Regions from separate parts of the Anser cygnoides genome. Here region 1 is linked to region 2. A link is a contact called in public Hi-C data. All regions are on one chromosome and are shown on one strand. Each heading gives the region's core, a stretch centred on a gene start, on an enhancer-like site or on the middle of the called end of the contact. The rest is flanking DNA. Distances are from core to core; before and after follow the strand shown.

Region 1 (7,231 bases), core at 3,309-5,808, 130 kb after region 2:
ACACAACTAAAAAAAGGGGGTTGGAAGACCTGTGAAAAGCAGAAGCTGTTCAGAAGAGAATTCCACCACAAGAGATTGATTTCAATTAGTGAGGAATAATATTAATATGGATATGCATAACACAAACACTTTTTAGCTTCTGGGAATGGCGCCATCTGCGAATAATCAGATCTACTGGTAACACAGAGGTGTAAGGTCTGACTGGGGTAGCTAATAGCCCACAGACTTGACAGTCTGATTTGGAGGGCAGTGCTGTGATTTCTAAGGTTGACTTGCTTTTCCTCATTCTATCTGAGACCCATCAGAAATGCATCCAACATGCAGATGGAGCTTTCCAAACCACCAGGATTGGCTAGGCTGGGAACGTACTGTGGTCATAGCCACAGCTAAAACCTGGTTATGTGATAGTATCACTATGAAAAATCTATTATGTTACTGGATCCAGAACCAGAGACAAAGACTGCTGATTCTTGAGCCAAAGATGGGTTTGCCTTTTAGGCAGAACACTCTCCTATACGCAGAGATTTGTCCTGCAAACAAGTAAGACACTTCTTAGATCCCAGATGAATAAGCACATGAAGATAAACTTCACACTTCAGCTAACAGCTTTTTTTCTTTACAATTTCTGTACAACATAACAAGGAGGCAGCTTGCAGAAATGTTGGACCTGCTTCTCTTTACCTCATTTAACAGGCTTCAGTACATAAATTACTTTGTGGAGAGTTTTTTTTTTTTTTTTTTTTTTTATTGCACTGTAGTCAGTTGTAAATCTTGCACTGAGTTATTCAATAACACCTTCTTTTTTTATTGTTTGAGTGAAGAATGGAGCCTAAGGCTTGATTCTGACTACAGATAATGCACACAGGTATTTATCCCTACATACTTTGTTGTATCCTTATTGAACATGCATGTAATCCTCACATGTGCAGTTCATGCAAATGGGTACATTTCTTGTCAAGTTACCTCTTGACAGTAGCTCATTTAGTTAAAAATGGACGTGCATACCACAAGTAAAATTCACACCTCTTTTTAAAGAACAGATGCTTGTCTCTATGTCTTTGAATTATCCTTTTTGATGTATGGAGGAAAGCCTTGTTCCTTTACTGTCCCACTATTTATCATTTTGCTTAACCTTCCTTCCTAGCACACTAGAGTTCCAGTGTAAATGATTAAAAAAAATAAAACAGAAAAATAGAAAAGCATATCCAAGTTGGCAAGGAGATCCAGCCGTGACAACTGGTGGGGAGGTACTTGCAAGCATAGTTTGAGCTAGCTATTTTGATTAATTTTGCTGGAATGAGACTGTCTTCTCAATATGACAGTTCTCAACACTTAATAGTTGTTTAATGTTCCCAGTAGGCTCAGCCCTGCACTTTGTAAATCAGCAAAAAATAAAATGAAGGTCTTTATTCTACCACTTCAAAAATTATTATCCTTTTTGTTCTGGCTTGTGTTTGTATGCTGATAATATATTTTCTGTAAAGGGACAAGGAGCAGACTGACCTGGAAAAGGAAGTCTTTTTTATGTAGAACTGTCTTTGATCACTCACAGGACTTGTGCTCTGATCTAAGCTCATTGACATCAATGGAAGAAAGACTGCTATCAGCTTTGGGGGGGGCTGGCTCCTGTCCACACAGAGTCCGTATACACAAAAGCAGATGCTAAAAGAGAAAACATATTGAAAGATAGAGTTACAGAAAAGATACTTCTCTTTTGCTTCCACAAGGTTAGGTTTATAACACAATCAGATGTCTTTTTGTCTTTTCACTTAGTATTTTTTCTTAGTCCCTGACAGAGTAAACTGAATTTCTACATCTTCTGTTGCTGTTTAGATAAAGATAAGCCTCGGATACAGAGAAGAGGAGACCTTGGTGAATATTTTCTATAACTTAAAAATGGAAGGCCTCCTTCATATACACCCCTGGGAGTCCAAAGAACAGGAGGATAAAATAAGGATTTGCACCCCTAAAAATCTCTCTTTTAATTGAATGAGAAAATATAATGAAACAATACTTGTCACTAGCATCATAGTTTATTTCAAAGAAGAGTCTCCCAGAATTGGGAATATGACATTTAGGTATGGACCAGCCCATGGCACCCCTTCGGCATTCTGGCCAATGTGTTTTCAAGTCAAACATTTCCTCTCATTTGGTTAATGCCTACTACATAAGCACTACAGCTATGCAAGGCAAGCAGACAAAACTTTACTGCTGAGTTGGTCTGCAGACTTTGATCTGACTTTTAGGACTTGATTCCTTTTCACATCTTCTGTGTTATATCCTGACCTTGCTCTAAAATTTTAGCTGATGTAGACTTACATCAACAAAAAACAGACACAGGACTATGTACACCTAATGTCTCAATGAGGCATGTGAAGATTTGTTCATTCAGAGCTTGTCTCTTTAACATCAGACTGAAATGGTAATGTTTTCATCGACATATCTGAGAGTAGAAGCAATGTTTATGAAGTGCTAGTTTTGGGGAAAGATGCTGTAGAAACAAAGGTACAATTATTAAATTATAATGGAAGAGCCAAATTCCCCCCCTGGATAGACACGTGTCACTCCCAGTCACGCCATATGTACCCTCCATGTCTCTTAGGGTAGAATTAAATCCAGAAACTGAAATTTATATCTTCTCCCTTCCCAAACTGAATGATTATATTTATGGCAAGCGTATCCCATTCTATCATGAATCATTTCAGATCCCATTAAAAATCGGGAGTTTCCAACTGGAGACTTAGAGTGAATTAGTTTTTTTCACCCCTGCCTCCTTTCATTCCTTTCTCCTGCTGGGCTTGGAGGCTCTGGGGAGCCTCTCCAGAGTTGCCAGGGACTGCGGCTCCAGCTGATGCTGGGTAACCGAGCAAGTTAAACAGAAAACTCTGGTCTGGAGAACAGAGGTTGGTGCAAGAGCCTAGTTCTCTCGTGTTTTGTCATCGTCAGGAGGAGTACGAGGGGGGAGAGGAAGGGAGAAATTGTGTAAAAAGCCATCTACTAAGAAAAGAATGTTTGATTTGGATCACAGGATGTGAGACTGGAGAATGTATTGCATAACTTTATGGCTTGTCCTTATTCGCAGTGATTCAGTATCCGGCACTGCTCATCCCATTTCTAAAAATGGTATTAAGAGTTACAGGGTATTCAGAGGTGATGGGAATGACTGAGGAATGGGGGGAAACACCTTTGCATTTTAAGGCAGACAGCAAAGACTGGGTTTGCAGGTCATCCTAGAGGTTGTTGCAGATCACTGGTTCCATGTCCTTCCCTACTGCTTAAGGGACGTTCACCAGGACCAAATCCCGGCATGTTGCCAGAGGCTCACTTGTCCCGTGCCAAGCTTAACATCATGACAATCCTTTCTAGTGGTATTTTTCTTATAACTGTGTATCAGGCCACGTAAAGCCCCTCACATGGAGAAGGAGTGATGAAGAGGGCACAATGCTCTTTGGGAAGAACTACTCCTCACCACTGCCATTTCTGACACCTCCCCTGCCAAGACGAGCCCCCTACGGAGGAATCCCTACAGCCTCTCTGGAGCCTTGTTCAGAGGCATTTTCTCTCTGCCCCAAAGCACTTATCTCTGGGACAGCCTTCTCTTTAAGGTCCTTTCATTATTAGCAGGCTCCTTTGATTCACAAGGCATCCTCCAAATCCACAGGTCCTCACACCAAAATAACTCTTCTCCCATTTCTGGCTCTTCCGTGTGATGATGGGGGACAAGAGGGGCCAAACCCAAGGGAGTGAGTGCCAGGCTCGTTGGGAGTTCAGGGAGCTGCTTATCAAATTTTCATGTATATCCAAACTCCCATAGCTGAAACAATAAAATGGGGGAGGGAGGGATGTTTGTTTAAAAAAAAAAAAAAAAAAAAGCAGACCGCAGTGGTGCTGGGCGGGGACAGAGAGTTCTCATTCATGGCTTTCTTCATGGCAGGGTGAAGGGGTTTACCTTTTCCCTCTGCCCCCCTCCCGGTACCGCTTTAATTTTGGGATGGATTTAGGCAAACCCGGAGTCGGGAGAGCTCCTCCCAGCAGACTGCACCGGGAAGCGGCTGCTGCGGCTCCCGTAAGTACGCGGAGACCCACGTTGCCCGGAAAAAAAAAAAGCTATTTCTTCATTGACAGAAAGGAAAAAAAAAAAAAGAGAGAGAGAAAAAAGAAAGGGAAACAAAACCCACGGCCGCCTGGGGCTCCGGCGCCGGCACATGCAATGGCCGGGCGGCGGGGCCGGACTCCTCCTTTAGGTGTATTTAATTATTCGGGGGAAATTATTATTAATTAAAATTAATTAGCTAATATCTCCCCCTCCAACCGCAAGGGCAACCCCGGGAGAGGCAGGACCCGCCGCATCCCTGGCAAAAGCGGGCAGCGGCTCCCAGCTCCGCGCTGGTGCCTTACTGGTGCATACTGGTGCGAGCAGCCCCCCCCCGGCTCGGCACGGCTCAGCCCGGCACGGCCGTGCCGCGGAAGGACGCCTCACCTTGTTTACCCTGAGAGCGGCGGGCGGCCGGGGCGGGCCGGGGCGGGCCGGGGCGGAGCGGAGCGCGGTGGGCGGCGGGGCCGGGCCGGGCCGGGCCGGGCCGGGGCGGGCGGCGGTGCCGGGGCAGTACAGTCAGCCTGCGCGCTGGGCACCGTGCGGGCGTGCGGCGGCGGCCGGCAGCGAGGCACGGAGGCAGCCAGCGTCCCCGCCACGTAAGTAGCTATTAATACGCCGGGAGATGGAAGCCGGGGGGGCGACGATGCCCTGCTGAAAGGGGAGCGACGCGGCCATCCCTTCGCCTCTCCCCCTTGAGAGAAAAAAAAAAATAAATACAATCTGCTGATTTTTTTTTTTAATTTTTTTAAGCGTCCTTCTGTGCACCTTTGTCCCCCGCAGTGAGAAGCCGGCCCCCTTCTCGCAGCGCTGCTTTATTTATTTATTTTTTTTTATTTTCTTTGTGTTTCTTTTCTCCATTCAGCCCCCAGCCCCAAATCCCTCCGTGCGCTTGGGATTCGCCTCCCCTCTCCGGGGGTCGCACTTTTTCCCCCCCTCTCCCGCAGCAGCCGCGCCGCCGGCAGCCGGATCCCTTTCGCCGCCGGGCGCGCAGCACCCGCGCATCTTGCGCGGCTGGGCCCGCAGGGGGGGGGGCGGCCCCGCGGAGCCTCCCGCCGCTCCGTGCGCTCTTTTGTCGGCCGGCCCGCTCCAAGTTCAGCGCTCGCTCCCTCGCTATTTTCGCGGGGCATTTTCCCAGCGGCGGCGTTCCCACGCCATCTACAGCCCGGCGGCGGCAGCGCTGCTCAGCCTCGCAGTAGGAGAAAAGGGGGGGAAAAAAAAAAAAAAAAAAAAAAAGGCGCCCCCCCCCCCCCCCCCCCCCCCTTACTTGCGCGCAGCGCTTTTACCTAACCCTTTATCCCCCCTGCTAAGCGGGAGAGGCGGCCGAAAGGCGGCCGCCCCCCAGCCCCGAGCCCGGCCCCGCACCGCTCCGCGCCCGGCCGCCGGCGGGGAACAAAGGGCCGCGGGCTGAGCGCTCTCTCCCTGTGCCCAGGACGCGGCGCTGAGGCTGGGCGCCCGCCGCCGCTCCCGCCCCCCTCGCCGGCACACAAAGGCAGCCGCAGCTGGACGGGCGAGGGACCGCGCTCCACGCCAGGGCTCCGGTGCAGCGTCTCGGCTGGTTTTCTCCATACTCATGAACATACAAAGGTCAACCCCTATCACGATAGCACGATATGGGAGACCGCGGAATAAAACCCAGGATTTTGAGGAGCTCTCGTCCATACGGTCCATCGAGCCAAGCCAGAGTTTTAGCCCGAATCTAGGCTCGCCGAGCCCGCCGGAGACCCCGAACTTGTCGCATTGCGTTTCTTGCATCGGGAAATACTTATTGTTGGAGCCTCTCGAGGGAGACCACGTTTTCCGAGCCGTCCATCTGCACAGCGGCGAGGAGCTGGTTTGCAAGGTAATCCCTCTCCTCCTCCTCCTCCTCTGCCGGGCTTAGCCTGCTGCCGCGGGTTCGTTTCCTGGGGCTTTAAAGGAGGTCGGGGGGTTCGGTTATTGACCAGCTTTAAAAAAGAACAGACGGAGGGGAGGCAGGATTAAAGGCGCATCCTGTAACTTTTCCCTCTCTCCAGACAATGGCCACGTTATAGCGGTGGCCGGGAGCCAGTTCTGCCTCTTACCCCGGGGATATTGTTCTGGAAAGAGCCATCCTTTAAGTAGGTCTTAAAGGGAGTTTCAGGGCAGGAGAAAACCTCGTCTTCCCCACTCTCACTTTTCAAAATGGAGTAGGGAATCCCCAGCTAATTTTAAGGTGTTGGGACCTGCCGGCTTCCTCGATTTTTTTGCCCCTCTCCCTTGTTCTGCGAGTTGGGGTATGGGGGAGGATGCGGAAGGGGGGGGAGGTTGCAATCAGCTTTGTCTTAAAAGTGATTTAAAAAATCCACATCGAATTAAGCAGCCTGAGCTCCCTCACCGTGGAGGTTGTTTGCAAACAGCATCCTCCCCCATTGCACAACTCAGCAAGAACAAAACCTGCACACCTACGGTTTTCAGAAGAGCAGACAAAATAGCTATCCCACTCTTTGTAGCCTGTCTGCTTTGCTGAGCCTCCTCCCAGTTTGCTCCTACTATTCAAAGGTGAGCAGTGGGAGAAAGAAACCCCCATGCGTGCATGCCTGTCGAGGGATGTTCTCCTTTCGGGCTGAGGGAATATTTTCCTTTGTTCCTAAATTGCGATTCTCATTGTCTGTAGCGAGTCAGACTTATGCCAGGCAAACCGAGGCAGTACCCAGTAGTAGTTTTTATAACTACGTAGCACATTGCAACCTTGCAACACCCGCTGCAGTGTTTGCATTGTTCCTGAAATATGGAATTGTGCCATGTAGCTATCTTGAGCAAGCGTCTCGTGTCGAACTAACTGCAAAACTGAAAAGTAGATGTGTTGTAGCTTTTTCACATTCCAGGGATTAATGGTAGTATTGCTGACGGTTTCATACTTCTGTACTCGATTCATAAGAAGTTATGGACTAGCTTGTAGCAGGGAAGTGAAAATAATTGCTCCTGTTTGCTATTTGTGAAGGCTGGAGTTCAGAGGGCAATTTAAATGTGCTCATTGATTGAGTTATAAAACCTGATGTTAAGGCAACCTAGGACTTCGTGTGATTATTCAGGGGAAAAAAAGGGCCCGTGACTTTGCAAAGGACTAATATTGCATGCTGAAGTGAATGCTTTGTTACTAAACTGAAACAGAACATG
Region 2 (7,227 bases), core at 3,024-5,523:
AAGTCTAAACTAAAGCCATACAGTACAAATTAGAAATAAAACACACATTTTTAACTGTGGAGAATACAATGGCTGTTCAAGTAGACTACTGAGGGAAAAGCTGGACCCTTTACTTCAGGACTTTCTCAAATCGTGACTGGGTGACCTGTTGGAAATAGAGTAAGCAATGTACCTTTCTCAGCTCAGGAGGAATCAGAAGCAGTTTGATGGCTGTGTAACACAGGAAGTCTGATGAATTGAATGAGTTCTTAGACTAAGTGCAGGAGCAGTGAATACTTGATTGAATTTGGTCATTTAGAAACAGCCTAGAAATTGAAAACAAATTGCCCAGGTTATTCCTAGAACACAGTTAAGACTGAAATGAAGTTAAGTTAGTTAAGTTAGTTAAGACTAAATGAAAGCAAAGGGAAATTAAAAGGGTATATTTTGACAAATATGACAAGGCAGAGTATTCCTAAAATATTCTTCAATATTGATTATAGTGGAAGAAACTGGGGGATAGATTTCCTAAGTTTCCATCTTCTTACTGTCTGTTACATTTCTTAAAGCAGCATAACAGCAACCTGACACCCAGTGAGACATTTGTTAAAGAAATCCAGGATATGTAAAAAGATTGTGCCAGATCATTTCAGAGTATATATGATGACTGTGACTGCAGCTGACTGGCTATCTTTAGCAACAATGCTGTATCAATAATAAAACCTTTCTATGGACTAAATATTTTGGCAGCCACTCGAGACACCGCTACTTTAGATTTTATGTAAGAAGACTTTCAGTTTTAGGAACTTAAGCTATTAATAAATTTCATTTCACACTGTTCTGATGAAAACAAAGATGGACAAGGAAAAGTAATATCAAAATACTCCATTATGAAGTTTCTCAAATATGGGATAATTGTTGTCAATCTGACTTTACAAGAATAACCTCACATTTCTTAATGCAATATTAATGAAAACTAAAGCAGTGGTATTTGTGGTTTTAAAGGTTTTTTTGAGAACATAGAAATCACAGGCTTATATGAGATATTAATGCCATAGTGTAATTTACAAATAATCAACTGAAAATGTTTAAAGAAACATGCAAAGTGAGAAAGATATATAAGGCAGTGAATTCTTTGTGCAACTTTGATATAACAGACTTTTGGAAACAATAGCTGGAGCTGTGACCTATACTGAAATACTGCAGTGATTTGTGCCATGGAAAACAGCCTGAAGACTCAAACAGGGGTCCAATTTACTGATTTCTAGTGCTTTAGGATTTTATATTCCTGAAAACACTCTCTACTTAGCCTGACAAATTCTCAAGTGGTTAACTTAGTCAACTGCGCTTGCTCAGAAGGGGAGATGGGGACTAGTCTGTCATGCAAGAGTCCCACTGCCATGCAGGTAAGGCAAGCAGCCAGCTAACCCTGCCATTCACTGGAAGAGAACGTGATAATGGAGAATCACTGAAGGGATGGAGACCCCAGGAACACCCACTGTCTTCCTTGCTCCTTGTTTGATTGACATCTGACTTAGATCACCTTGGGGGCTTGCGTCAGTGGAGAGAAGGAGGTACCTGTTATCCATGTCTTCAGCAAATGAGATCACTCTACTGAATTCGCTGAAAACTTACTAGGCATTTACTTGAGAAGAACTGGTTCATCTGCAGCCAAATTTAGATACAATTTAGGAAGAATAGTTTCAGAGCTTAATAAAAGCATTATATGTCAAAAAGAAAGCTAATATTCCTCCCCTTCCCCCCAGAAACTTGCTTTCTTAGATGTATTTTTTTTTGTCTTCCCACATGCAGACATTTCTGTCTGCTGTGAGACACGTTAGCAAAGACTGCTGCTTCTCTGACAAAGTCATAAAGACAAAAGCACATACATACTGAATTCAGGGGAAGCAAATGTACTCTTTTAATTGCTTGTTTGTTCCTTCCCGACCAGCTGTACCACCTTTGCATAGGTTATTAGATATGATAAAAATGTTAACATTGCATTGTCAGTCACTGCCTGAATCAGGTAATGTCAATTGTAACTTAGCAGTGGGTGATCCGGGATGCATGACATGCCTTCACCTATTTGGATAGTTTCTGATCTAGTTATCTGGATTCCTTTTAGTCAGTGGAAAAAAAAAAAAAAAAACAACCAACCAACCAACAACAACAACAACAACCACAACTACAAAAACAGGCACTTCCAGGCCTTCATTTTTCTCTTCCTAGTGTAGTTATCTAAAATAGGTCACATGAATCACTCTTTAAAAACATCTATTTCTCTCTATTCAGCCTAAAGTCACTAGTTCCAGTATAGACACCAAGACTGTAGATTGTGACAGTCAGGATAGATGGATTGCATGAACTGCATGCTATTTAGCCACAGGCAGCAGACTTTTAGAGGTATTTGTCTTCCAAAATTGGGTATGAACCTAATCTCGGCAATACTTTCTTCCTAACAAGTGCAGTACAGCATCTCTGGATGCTTAACTCTTTACAAAATTCTGTTCTCTCTGAGCACAGAAAAGTGTGAGTTGGGAAGCTTGCAGCCAACAGCTACACTTATTCTGGAAGACAGATATGACCTTGGGTATGAGCGTGAGATGGGAGTTGCCAGCCCTTACCATTCCTTGCCTTTCTCAGTATTCAGGAGACTGGGCAGGGAAAACCTGGGCTTCCTTTCTCTGTAGTGTCTTCTCCAGGATATACTGAGCTCTGTGCCTGACACAGAAGATTTCATTGTTCCATCTGCTCCTTAAAAACAAGAGGGCAGACAATTTAGAGTCTTTCCCAGCATTGTCTGCTGTGAGAGGGTAGGAGTTGCTTGCAGTCTGAATAGAAGCTAAGCCAAGGCAGTCTACGGGGAGAAGATCAGTAACTTTGTCTCCTCAGACCAGCCAGTGAAGTGTAGTTACATCTCCTTTGACTAACTGGTTTTGGTTGCCCAAAGCAGAGGAAGACTCAGGTTGTGCTATTCAGTGAGGGACACAAGGAATCACAGAATGATGAAGGTTGGAAGGGATCTCTGGATGTCATCTGGTCCAACCACCCTGCTCAAGCAGGGACACCTCCAGAAGGTTGCCAAGGACCATGTCCAGATGGCTTTTGAATATCTCCAAGGAGGAAACTCCACAACCTCTCTGGGCAATCTGTGTCAGTGCACAGTGACCCACACAGTAAAGAAGTGCTTCCTGATATTTAATCAGAACCTCCTGTGCTCCAGTTTGTGACCTTGCCTCTCATCCTGTCATAAGGAATCATTGCATCTTCCACACAAATCCTGTGTAAGAGTAAGAAGTGCCTTCTTACTCTTCTGCTCCCGTGTAAGTAAACTCCTTAAACATAGTCTCCTCGACACCAGCCATAGCATGACTACAAATAGATGATAGGTAGTTGCTGCTCTGATCTGTTTTCTATATGCATTGTATGTCAGACATATGATCTCTTCCTGTTGGACTCCAGGGCTCAGTCTGAGACTTGAGAGATGTTAATAAGCCATTTTCTTGTGGATTTCTTTGAACATCATCACTGCTTGGGCAATTATTAATCTAATCCTCCCAGGTTTATGTACTATATACATCATGTTGTTTTTAGGATGTGTCTGAGAAGCATATTGAAGCATATTAAGTAGCATTTGCTTCATTTCACCGTAACATTTTACTTTAGTTTTATTTTAAATCTAACCATTGATGACATGTATCTGTTTAGTGCTAAAGACAAGGTCAAGAGTATCATGTGTCTGTACAGCTGTTCTGGCAGCCACTCCATAGGATGCAAGAAGAGAAAGTTTCTTATTCTGGTTTTGAGGCCTCCCTAGAGCACCTACCGAGGTCTAAAAGTGAAAGGTTTCAAACACCGCCCTAATACAAAACAATGTGACTTTGAGGTAATACATTAATCCTCTGTTCATTACGAAATATAAGCAAAGTTTTTTATTTCTTTCCTCCTGACTGTTTGGTGTCTTGCTAAATTGCTGTCCAAGGGCAAATTCTTTTTGTCATCCGGACCTGTAAGGTTGCTAAGCGCACATAAGGATAAAGATACATTCTGATTACTCAATACTTGTTTTACAAAGTCTGCTGCTGAAAACAGTATTGCATCATATAGGCTGCTTTTGCAATACAGGGTGGATACTTAAAATCCCAAATTAAACAAGTTTCAGCCTTAGGTGTGTGTTTTGGAATCATTTAGTTGTAGAGAAATGGAAAACTCCAGTGTTCAGCATGTAAAAGAGAGAGGTTAATTAAGGCTGTCTATCTAAAGGCTAGCAAAATGCTAAATCATTAAAGAGTGGGATAATGACTGCTTTAAATGCATCAAGTTTCCTGAAAAGTTTGGATAAGGTAATGTCTTCCGTTTTAGAGCATATTCACAGCACTGACGATGTCAGAGGAATTCAAGAGCTAACATTCATTTAAGTCAAAGGACATTTTCAGATGTTGCTAATGGATTTTAGACTAACATGTTGACCAGTATGCCATGAATAAAACTTCACCACAAGGTTATCAAAGAAGTAAAGAACACCGCTGGTTCAATTTTATTTATTTATTTATTTTTATATATTAGGAGTTGCTTCAGCTCATGTGGTTCAATGCTATACATGCAAGCCTGGTGTTTGACTGGAGAGGTAACTGTAAGCACCTGACAGCTTAGTGAATACGCAGCTTGGGGAAGTGAATATTCAGAACACAACAAAGTGGTGCAGAATCAATAAAGAGGTTTGGTTTGATTCATGAAAAAGCAAAACATAAAGATGACAAGTCAGGTGTATAAATTATGTTAGGAGGAGACTAACTTCTATGTAATTGGCATTTGGATTCCCAAACATTCATTAATCTTGGCAATCATCCATGCAATAGGTTCTCTTTTCACAATGTTCCCCAGAACAGCAAACTGGATAAACACTTTGAAATGATTTGTGTATATAGGCAGGTAGATAAGCAGGCTTTAAACTTTAAATTTGAGATGAAACAGCATTCTTGTTTCCTGGCCAGCAGTGCCATGAATTCAGGTGGAGAGGAAATAGTCTGAGAATCAAACTTTACATCCCTGAAAATCTGACAGATATAAAGCTTGTGATTATGATTCACAGAAAGACTATTACAGCCCCAAAAACACATTCTTGTAGCAATGACTGTAATTTCAAAAGGAGAGAATACGGAAACATTCTTGTCTGTGAAACTAAGCAGGAAACTAAAGTCTTTGGCCTTTGAGAAGTAATCTGCACCAGATGAATTATTATTTGAAAACAAACCCAAAAGCATTGGACTCCAATGCAAAGTTATAGGTAACTTGTAGTAGATCTGTAAGTTGTGAATAAGGATCCTTACTCCAAAGAAGGTCATCAAATATTTGTTGAACCAATTAACTGAGTTTGCTGCAGCCATGCTTGCTTTTGCTTCCAATGACTTTTCCTGTGACAGAGTTTTAGTACCATACTCCCCAAAACAACTGTAAAATTCACACGATTGAAACTTTTCATGGAAGAACTATTAAATTACTTTCTGTGGAATCCTAGCTGAAAAGGCTGCAATAATATAATCATGAAAAAAGAAAAAATACTACTTGACTTTTTTTTACAAGTCTACTTTTAAACTTTTTGTTACCTGCTCAAGGGGGAAGGAAAGATCATTAAAAAAAAAAAAAAAAGATACATACAGTAACATTTTTGTGTGAAAGGCTGAAGAAAGCAAGCTATCAAACATCAGAAAAAGTAAAAGCGCCCCAAACCCAGACTCCAATAAAGCATTGTTAAAATGACTCCCACAACATGTAAGAGAACAGCAGTCTGAATTATTGGTAATGTATCTAGTAAAACATCCCACACAAAGTTTGTGAAATGCTTAGAGAACAAAACGTGTACCACTGCATAGTGATCAGCCACAATCTGTGGTAAAAAGAACAGAACAGAAGTCATTGTAATTTAATAGATAATTTAGCACTGGTGCAGACCTTAAATCTTAGCTTCTGGAAATGTGTTAGGAAGAAAGTAGAAAATGTTGGTGCCACCTATTGGTGAGAATTGAGATTTGGAAATTATTCACTCTAATTTGCATAAATCAAAAGAAAGGAGAAATTAAACTGGTCATGTTTTACTTCATGCTTAAGGAGTTTTGAATGTGATGTGAAGACTGAACTCATTACTTTGGCTTCTATTCTGGGGAGGCTTACATGTGTGTTTAACAATGAATCACAAATGATCTGAACTTGCTGTTAAGAAGAGGATGGAGGATTTAGGCTGTATTTTTCTTCAATTTGCTTGCAGTAACAGTTAATTGAAACACCCAGCTCACTAGGAAATGCTGAACAGGATGATGGGTTAGCAGACTCAAAATATACAGCTTTTCCAACCCGATTTCATTGGGTAGTACATTCCCTACAGAAATCCAGGAGGTGGTATGTCTGGCGCAGAGCGTTGACACTGTTGCTATTCAGTGGTCTGAAAAGAGGGTTCTTTTTGACACGGCACACCCCATTTACCAGGTATCCTGGTGAGATATACTGAGTTAGAGCAAAAGCAATCCTTCTTACTATATGGAAGTGACCTTTATTACATTATGGCAGTGTACCAAGTTCTGCTTTAGTTAACCACAGTTCCTGTCTCAGTCTGTTATTTAATAGCCCTGGAGTTGCAGGGGACACACTCAAGGCACATACGCTGTTCCTCAATGTCTTCTGTTGGAATCTGGTTCTGCAGATACATAAGACAATTTGGTATATTGCGATCTTGACTGTAGCTGTGGTTGAAAACACTTTTTATACACAGGGAGTCAAGTATCTGCCATCACTATTGGAAGAAGGCTGACTTGTAGCATCTTACAATGTCTGACCAGTGGTACTGGGATTCATCAAGGAAAACTGGGCACATTTACAAGATGTCAGTGCAGCAGTTCGAAATTTTTAACATGTCCAGTCATCTCCTAACATCTGGTTCTTTCATCAGCATTATCTGCAGTCCAAAAATTAGGAGATGTGAATAAAAGTTTCTTTGCCAAATATCAGTCAAATTGGAAGACAAAAGGGGGCTTTAGGTAGTCATTTGCAGATTTAATTTCAGGGTTATTTTACAGATAGAGCCCATTACAACAAGATATTAAGAATTCTTCTCGCAGGTCACCTTTGTTGCTGTCAGCTACATATATTATGCAGGTATAAATCCTGCTTGAACATAGCTGAATGAAAAACTAGAATGAAACTGGACCAGAAGGAAGACTTGTAAGAGCACTGAGATAAGACTTAACTGTTTCC

Evidence for each region. Hi-C and Micro-C count contacts between places; a contact is called where the count stands out from the background.
Region 1: a contact with region 2 is called in a Hi-C map of liver, with 2.0 times the contacts expected there. The contact joins the promoter of TRIB2 here to the enhancer-like site in region 2. A contact is called at or near these places in 2 of 7 Hi-C or Micro-C datasets (both in liver).

What each region holds. Positions count from the first base shown.
Region 1 is chr3:108,361,942-108,369,172 of Taihu_goose_T2T_genome, forward strand. TRIB2 (tribbles pseudokinase 2) reads left to right here and starts at 4,559. Exons shown (of 4, transcript XM_048071297.2): 1 at 4,559-4,692; 2 at 5,526-5,936. The coding sequence starts at 5,667. LOC136790527 (a long non-coding RNA gene) reads right to left here and starts at 4,618. Exons shown (of 3, transcript XR_010830628.1): 1 at 4,481-4,618; 2 at 1,504-1,662.
Region 2 is chr3:108,228,393-108,235,619 of Taihu_goose_T2T_genome, forward strand. No RefSeq gene overlaps it. Among named protein-coding and RNA genes, the nearest start is that of TRIB2, 130 kb to the right of the region's middle. Within about 2 kb of position 4,274, at least 1 of the 3 cell types and tissues checked has open chromatin away from gene starts, as enhancers often do. A contact at or near this core is called in liver, where this site is marked.